Linked DNA regions of Drosophila melanogaster: region 1 is linked to region 2. The links are chromatin contacts, called in public Hi-C maps. All regions are on one chromosome and are shown on one strand. The core of a region is the stretch at or near the end of the contact, and the rest is flanking DNA. Distances in the headings are between cores, read along the strand shown.

Region 1 (4,065 bases), core at 889-3,388, 78 kb after region 2:
CCGAAATATTTATCTCTAGCAATTAAAGGCATATTTATAGAGCATCGTAAATACCAGATATACATACATAAATAAATCTATTCTGTAAGCGAAATAATACAAAATACAACCGAAAAGTCAAGAGATGGACACTCAAAAACAATAAACGTATTAAACTATCAAGTTGTGTGGCGTTTCATTCTTTTCATTCAGACAAGGTTAAAAAGTAAAGGACGAAATATAAGATTTTGCCCATTGGGTATGCTAGGTAAGCCATTTAAATTTGGCGCCAAAGAATACACTTCTGATGGTTGCAAAGAATTGCATACTTTTGGGAGTGCGCTTTTGCAAACTAACGGTTGATTCTAAGAAAATTTTACCAGCTGGTAGGCACTTGCTACAAATTATGTTCGCCTGGTATTGAAAATCAAAAAACTTGCTACATGGGCACTGCGATTTGACAATCTGTCGGCCAATTTGACGGCTTGTTTGAATTGAAATACCAGGCGAACAGAAATAACAGCAGGTGGATAAACAAAGTTAAAACTAATCAGCGCCTACTGGTATGCACTGCAGTATGACACCCAAGTGTGTCGGCGCCGCAGAAAAGTATGCCGCATAAAATAATGGTTCGACTTTTGTTGCGGCTCCCAAAAGTATACCAAGAATTATTGTTTGGCAGTGAAGAAACCGCTACTCCCCAAAAGTATACTAGCTTTATTGAAGTACACAGATTAATTACGATTCTAAGCCCTAAAGTATTCATTTCAAATGATCCAGCCATCTAGCATTGGCAGGCGGGAAATTCTTAGTATCTAAGAGGTCACCAGAGATGGCTCATACCGCTATTTTACTTTCTAAACTGTACACAAAATCAAATCTTAAACCAAAGCGGCTTTCGCCGACAGTTGAAAATCCTTGTCGTCTGCCGTACGCCAGTGTAGTCAAGAAGGCACTCAGCTCCGTTGTTCTCGAAGGATATCTCTCCCAGCTTGTACTCGGGATTGAGGGCCACTCGCAGGATGTAGCGTCGGTTGATGGGAACTCGGGTAACATCCACCCACTGGCAGTCCAACACATCGGTGTAGGTGTCTGCGCAGCCCACGGAAATGCCTGCAAGGAGATGGGTTACTAGTGACTCCTTAGAAGCTGTCACAGGTGCACGTACCTTGGGTGGTGTTGCCACAGGTGTACTTTTGCCGTACTCCTGGCCGGCATTCACTGTCCATCAGGCAAAAGGAGGCCTTGTGCCCCTGGGCCACCTTCCGGTAGTTGAGGTCGTAAACATCAAAGGTGGCAAAAACATTCATGCTGTGGTAGTGTCTGTGGCACTGGTGCCATACCCATTCCTTGTAGTTAGCGTATGGGCTTACATCGGCGGTGCCCACATTGGAAGCCTTAACGGAAAAGCGAAGCAGTATCCTCGCAGCGTGCGGATTCGTCCTTCGGATCTCGTAAGCGTCGGCGGAAACACAGTGCTCTTCCATGGCGCATGTGAGCCGCGACATGGGCACGGCCTCCAGGCGGGCGGTTCTCTCGATGTCCACCAGTCCGATCTCCAGGTCAGCCGAATGGCTAACACAGGCCGCAATGCTGACATTATGGTTTCTGGCATTGCAGAGGTTCGGGTAGTGGGACTCCCGGATGCAGTCGGCTAGGCGACGCTCGGTTCCCCTGCACAGAGTGCCCACCATGCCCCAGGGATACTTCCGGCTATCCCCGTGCTCCGTTCCCTGGCTTGCCTTGGAAGCGTAGCCCAATCCTAGCTGTCGGCACACCACATTTGCCTCCCGCATGCTCCACGAAGTGCTGCAGATCGTACCCCATGAGGCGCCAAAGTCAAAGCTCACCTCCACGCGTCCCTCGCGGAGGACTTGAATACCGGCGAGCGCTGCCTTGTTAGTGGCCAGTCGGACCATCATGTTTCTATAGTTGTTCTGCACGTTGAGGTTGGCCCAACCTTGGCTGAGAACCACTAGGAGCTGCAACAATTGAAACCGGAACGAAGCCATCGCCCATTCAGCCCCTTCTGGTGGAGCACACCCAAATCGCAACCAGTTTTAAAGTCAATGGAACAATGCGCCAGTAGGGTAACAACTGGCAAATGGGGCTACATGTGTAGGAGGTATATTGTGCGTTGTGCTTCCCAACGGATCGACCCACATCTGCTTGGCAGGCGGGAAAACGTTTGTATACAAAACTCAGCTGGCAAAATGCCTATTCCGAGCGCGCGTGCTCTGGTTTCTGCGGTTTCTTTTTTTGGGGGTATGGAGTGCATGTGTAAACTACTTCTGTGCGCCGGTTAGGACTCTAGCAACTTAGTGATGGCCTCTTTCAGTTCCGCCGGCTTGAAGACACCGCGTTCCGTGATGATGCCTGTGATCAGAGAGGCAGGGGTCACATCGAAGGCGGGGTTCCAGCAGTTAATGCCCGGGGCAGCGATGCGGTGCTCTCCCACGTGCGTCATTTCCCGGTCGGGACGCTCCTCAATGATGATGTGATCGCCTCCGGGAATCGCTAGATCGATGGAAGTCAGAGGGGCGGCTACGTAAAATGGCACGTCGTGGTGCTTGGCAACCACGGCAATCTGGTAGGTACCAATCTTGTTGGCCGTGTCGCCATTGGAGGCCACCTAAGGAAGGGAAGAAACCATTAATCGAAAATAGTTAATCATTAAGAGGCTTACTTACACGATCTGCTCCTACAACCACAGCAGCCACATTTTTGGCCCGCAGCAGAGCCGCCACCATGCTATCCAGAACCAGAGTGGCGGGGAATTTCTCGTGGACCAGTTCGTAGGCTGTGAGGCGGGCTCCCTGATTGTAAGGACGAGTCTCTGTGCAATAAACGTGCTCTAGAGCGAAAAGTGCAAAAGTGCGTAAGTAATCAATAAATGTACCAAACTCTATTAAGTACTCACCCAGTTTTCCCAGCTCGGCCAGTTGGCGGACCACTCCCAGAGCTGTACCGTACCCGGCGGTGGCCAGGGAACCCGTGTTGCAGTGGGTAAGCACCCGGACGGATCCCGTCGATCCAGCGGGCGCTTTACCTGCCTTCGCCACGCCCTGTAGGATCGCCTGGGCTCCATTCGCTCCAATGGCACGGTTATCGGCAATGTCTTTTTTTAGCATAGCTTCGGTCGCGTCCAGAAATCTTAAACAGAAGGGGGTTAACTTTGTGTGCTCGTCTCGTAGCCCAGTAAGGAGGTTACCTATGCTTCATTTGGGTCACGTCGATTGCCTCGTCCTTGTAAAGTTCGTTGGCCAGGGTGATGAGCTCGTCGGCTGCGATCTTCATGTTGACCGCCGTAGGCCTGGCGGAAACCAAATAGTTCAACTTTCCCTCAATCTCCTGCCGCAGTGATTTCTTGTTCTCAAAATCCTCCGGGTTGATTTCCACGGCCAGGGAGAGGCAGCCAACGATAGCGATGGCCGGAGCACCACGCACCTTCAAAGAGTCAAAAATATTAGTTTAAATTGCTTGTTTTATTTTTAATGGTCCCTTAAACGCACCCACTTTTCATGACTATATGAAACGAGTACCCATTAATAGTCGTGATCAATCAAGATGCTAAATGAGAATATTTAAAATATCAGGCTGTCATGCTGTTGTCATGTCTCAAATGAGACCGTTGGGGCAATAATTTCGCTGCTATATTGTCGTTATTCATAAACAAGAGCGAAGAGCAGACAGATTAGGTGGGTCAGCCTATCTTGGCTTATCAGATGACGATGCAAAAGGCGGAGTAAATAGCTTACATGGAAAACGGCGAGGCTCCACGTGACAAGGCGCGTGCTCACACATAAACGATCGGCCACCAATGGGCCATGGGCCATCATCTTCTTGTTGGGGCATTAGCCCAGTGGGAACCGATCGCCAAGTGACGTGCGCGGAGTAGTTTTATTTTTGGCAAGCGTTTTTAAATTTTTAATTTCAATTACGTTATTTATAGCCGGGCAAGGGACATACGACAAGCGACAAGAGACAAGCAAGCGATCGTTGCGCAGATTAGGAAATGTACCAACAGGCATTTTAATGGCAATATGCCGGGGAACGTGGACTATTAAGGGAGGCAGGAAAAGGCGC
Region 2 (3,972 bases), core at 1,117-3,616:
CGAGCCAGGACGCCTTCCTTCTGCTCTTCAAAAGCAGCTTTGCACTTCATTTTGCCCAGAGTCTCTGGCTCGCATGGTCAGAGAGTGCATAAATTTGCAGGTGGAAAAACGCCTGTCGCCCGTCAAGAAAGTTCGAACTATTCGGTGTGTCTGCCAACATCTATCGCCATTCGACTCAGGACTCCGGACAGTAAGTAGCTTAGAACTTGTTTTACCCACCGATGCGGCAAAAAGTGCGCACTTCATTGATCAGCATTGCTGGGAAAATATTCAAAATTTGCTCAGGCACGATGCGATAAGCAAATGCATATGGGTTTTTTGCCAACTGTAATCGAGCATTTGAATTTGCATTTGCAAATGTGGAAATGTTCCGGCGAAAAGTTTGCCGCCAACGCAGATGAAAAAAAGCGACAGGATGTCCAGAATCCACTTATAAAAACCAGCTCAGTGTTTGGGTTTCGAATTTTCTTCTATAGGCGTCCGAAAGTCCTTTGAGTATGTTGGAAAAACCAGAACTATTTTCATTGCAGCCTTTTTTTAACTTGCAGTCCATTTTTGTTTGAGTGTATCTTCGCTCTGACGATACAGGTGCCAGCGACAATTGTCGCAGTCACGTAAGGATCAAAAGCGTTGCAAAAAAACACGGACAGAGCCATGACATAGATGCGAAAGCAAACTGTCATGTGGCAAAATATGCGCTGGTGTCCTCGATGGTCCGACAGTCCATAGTCCGTAGACCGTAGTCCGTAGTCCGAGGTCCGTTCATATCCTGCCTGCTCGGCATCCTGTTCGTGGGCTAGGCACACAAATAAAGCTTTGATGCCATCAAATTGTGTTTGATGGCGGGTGATAGGCAGCAGGTGAGGCCATTGATTGATTTTACCCTCCTGCAAAACAAACTAATAAGCGAGCGCAGTTGGGGAGACAAGCCTTTATGGCGGTGCAACAGTGCGTATGCGTGTTGCACACTACGTATACGCAATGGGGAGCGCACTGGCATGAGGTAGGTGCATTTATATGGCAGCAGCAATCGCTTTTAAGCACCGAACAATGCAGCTTCCACGCATGAACAGTTCGCAGCTGGATCAAAGTTGCTGGCGCACACGGAACACATCGGAACACACACACACTCAGCTCACACACCACCCTTTCGCATTTGGCCTTGTCAACACATCTTTGCAGGTGGGCGGGATTTGTGGACAACTCGCCGCGGGGATGCATTGTGCAACTGCACACAACACATGTGCCAAATTCCCCGGATTTATTCGATGTGTTACTTACAAATTGTTGAAAACCCAAAAGGGGAAAAATGAGAGTAAAGCTGCGTACAAAATGTGCTGGTAAAAGGAGAAATTTAACAATTTTCCATACGCTTAAACTTTACTAATTCTTTGAATGCTGAAGTGCCAAACCTACCTACACATAAATTATTTTAAAATTGCATTGTTTTTAATTATTTTAATATTTACAGATTTTCTATACACGTAACTTTAACTGGATATCTACATGTCAACTTTCGATTTATACAATTATTTTACAAGCATTTTACCGCGTAACTATTCTACATGGTGGTTGTATAAAAATGACGTACAAAAATGTTGGTTCTTGTCTTGGCTTGAAATATTATTGTCTTTACTAATTATACCCATCACTTGAGCAGGGGTATCATAGAACCACCGACAGCATGTAACAGGTATAAAAAGCATCTGCGAACATAGAAGTTAAATAAATTCTTGATAAAGATCGTTTGATGTGTATGAAAGTTGAAACCTCGGGAATCATAATAGCTAAATAGTTGGACTCTGTCCGTCCGTTTCTTATGTTTGACCGTAAAAAGGTCGAGGCAACTTTACCAGCACTTTATTTTCACAGCGCTCTAGTGTACGCACTCGAAAGCTCTTTCAGGACATGCGCAGCAGGACCCCGCTGACCTTGAATACAACAATAAAGTGAGGCGAATCACAGAGAGCAGCAACCCAAAGAACGTTGTGCCAAGCCGAAAATTTATGCGCGGGCAACAAAAGACGTTCGAATCGCCGTGAACGTGAGCAGACATCTCGCAAAAAGCAAGAACTGCCAGAAAAAAACCCAAGAAGCATGCAGGGACTGGCATAATTTGAAAGACCAAGCCCATGATGACCAACCTCTAAGAATCCTCGACGATGGCCGTTGGGGTTGTGAGTTTCCTATCGCCTGCGAAATGTGTAATTTGCTGTTCGCAAAAGGTTCTCAAAAAACGTGGTCCGCCGAAGGCCTTGGCTCCTGCTCTTAAGAACCTCTTATCGGAGTGCTTTTTGTGGGCGGGGGGGAATGAGATTCGGATGGCTCTCTCGTTTTCTGGCGATGCTGTAACCCCGAACTGCCCGTCAGTAGAACGAGAACTGTGGCCACGGAAACAAAGCGGGTCTTATAAACATCAATTTCGCACAGCAAATAACGTATATTAAAAGATATTAAAGTTTTTAAATTAAAGTTGTATCAAGCAATTCATCTAAGAGTGTTTAAAATGCTTGAAACTTCCTTGATTTAACACCTTGATTAAGTCAAGTTACACTTAAATCTAAGCCAACAAAAAATCAATTAAAATTTGTGTGTGAGTATGTCAGAATCTATATTATTTTGTCTTTCGCTTTGCCCTCTGCCCTCTAACACGTCACAAATGGCAATTCCTGACGTCACAAACTTCCCACGCAAACAGCTTCCGAAAGCTTTCCCAGACACTTTGGCGCCGCTTTTCCATTAACCATTTAATCAGATATTACCTATGGCCAAGAATCTGATGCAATGCCAACCTGGCATTTGGTCAGAAATGTCACAATACGTCAGATTGTACTTGGAATGCCAGCCACCTCGATAAGTACTTGGCTCAGAGTCGATCTGTAAATTAATGAGCGTCGTTCGGTGGCGAAGGACACTTAATACCCGCGGCCCACCTATTCTGGAAAGGTGTGTTGTGCTCCGACTTATTGGCACTTGGCACGCCGGTGGTGTAGATATCAAATGGCCCACACTCTTCTCTTACCAGTTCAATGCCTTTCAGGATGGGGTAAGCCCTTGGCCTTGGGGGAAATCCTGAAATTTATTGGCATTTGCCAAATGCATCACCAAATTTAATTTAATGAAAGCTCTTAAATTGTTTTCGCAGTCTGAAAACCGCAATTCGTCAGCCCCAACAGATGTCAGAGATTAAGCATTAAGTACGCAGTTTAGTTAGGCAGAGAAACAGAAAAAAATAGCATTTAAAGAGCGTGATAAGCATTTGAGGATACTCTCTATAGGCTGTGAATTTGTTTACTTAAGACCATCAGCTGATCGGATTTAGAATTTGGATGCCAAACAAGACTCGATCACATCAAGCAGACTGTAGGCGCAGTAAATCAGTTGAGTAACGATTCGGGGAGCTCCTAAAGTGCCACAAATGCGGCAGAAAAGTCGGAATTTAATTTAATAAGACTAACGCACTTAGAAATACATTCTAACCGGCTGCTATGACGTCGCTGGACGCACGGCCAATTGTCGTTAATTCGGGATTATATACACAAATTGCTAATAAAGCCGAGATTAAGCAACTCAATGATGGACACTTAGCAGTTTGGGAACCAAAAAACCGGCCGCGGAACAGATCCAAATAAATATCGACAGTCGGCCGAATCATCAAAGCCTGGACCTCAGTCTCACAGCCTTTGTTTCGTTGGTCAATAAACTCGAATGGCCCGAGGCGAATTTAGGTTGAAGTAACGCTCAAAGGCGGAGAATATTCCCAGTAATACAAGTTATTCAAACGAATTCTACTGAGAAATTGCAGAGGCTTCGCCATTGTGCTTCAGTTGGCGACAAATCGCCGAGCTTTGAATGACTTAATTCAGTCGTTTGTGTGGATGCAGCTAAGCCCCCGGTATCTTGCGGATATATTCAATTATAGATCGGCAAGTGGGCAGGAATAGATTTGAATATGCGCGCGAAAATCAGAGC

The links. A called contact is a pair of places that touch in the nucleus more often than the background predicts.
Region 1: a Hi-C map of the Kc167 cell line shows a contact between it and region 2, with 5 times the contacts expected there. The contact joins the promoter of Loxl1 here to the promoter of CG1607 in region 2. A contact is called at or near these places in 6 of 107 Hi-C or Micro-C datasets (the D17-c3 cell line, the Kc167 cell line, the S2 cell line and 1 more).

The regions. Positions count from the first base shown.
Region 1 is chr3R:31,457,731-31,461,795 of dm6, forward strand. It overlaps Loxl1 (Lysyl oxidase-like 1), which reads right to left and starts at 2,139. Exons shown (of 2, transcript NM_079868.3): 1 at 1,148-2,139; 2 at 650-1,092. The coding sequence starts at 1,991. The coding sequence ends at 854. It overlaps CG11334, which reads right to left. Exons shown (of 6, transcript NM_170551.3): 3 at 3,191-3,426; 4 at 2,900-3,132; 5 at 2,670-2,833; 6 at 2,092-2,611. The coding sequence ends at 2,282. It overlaps Gprk2 (G protein-coupled receptor kinase 2), which reads left to right. Exons shown (of 13, transcript NM_057519.4): 13 at 1-143.
Region 2 is chr3R:31,379,743-31,383,714 of dm6, forward strand. It overlaps CG1607, which reads left to right and starts at 2,367. Exons shown (of 10, transcript NM_143608.2): 1 at 2,367-2,593.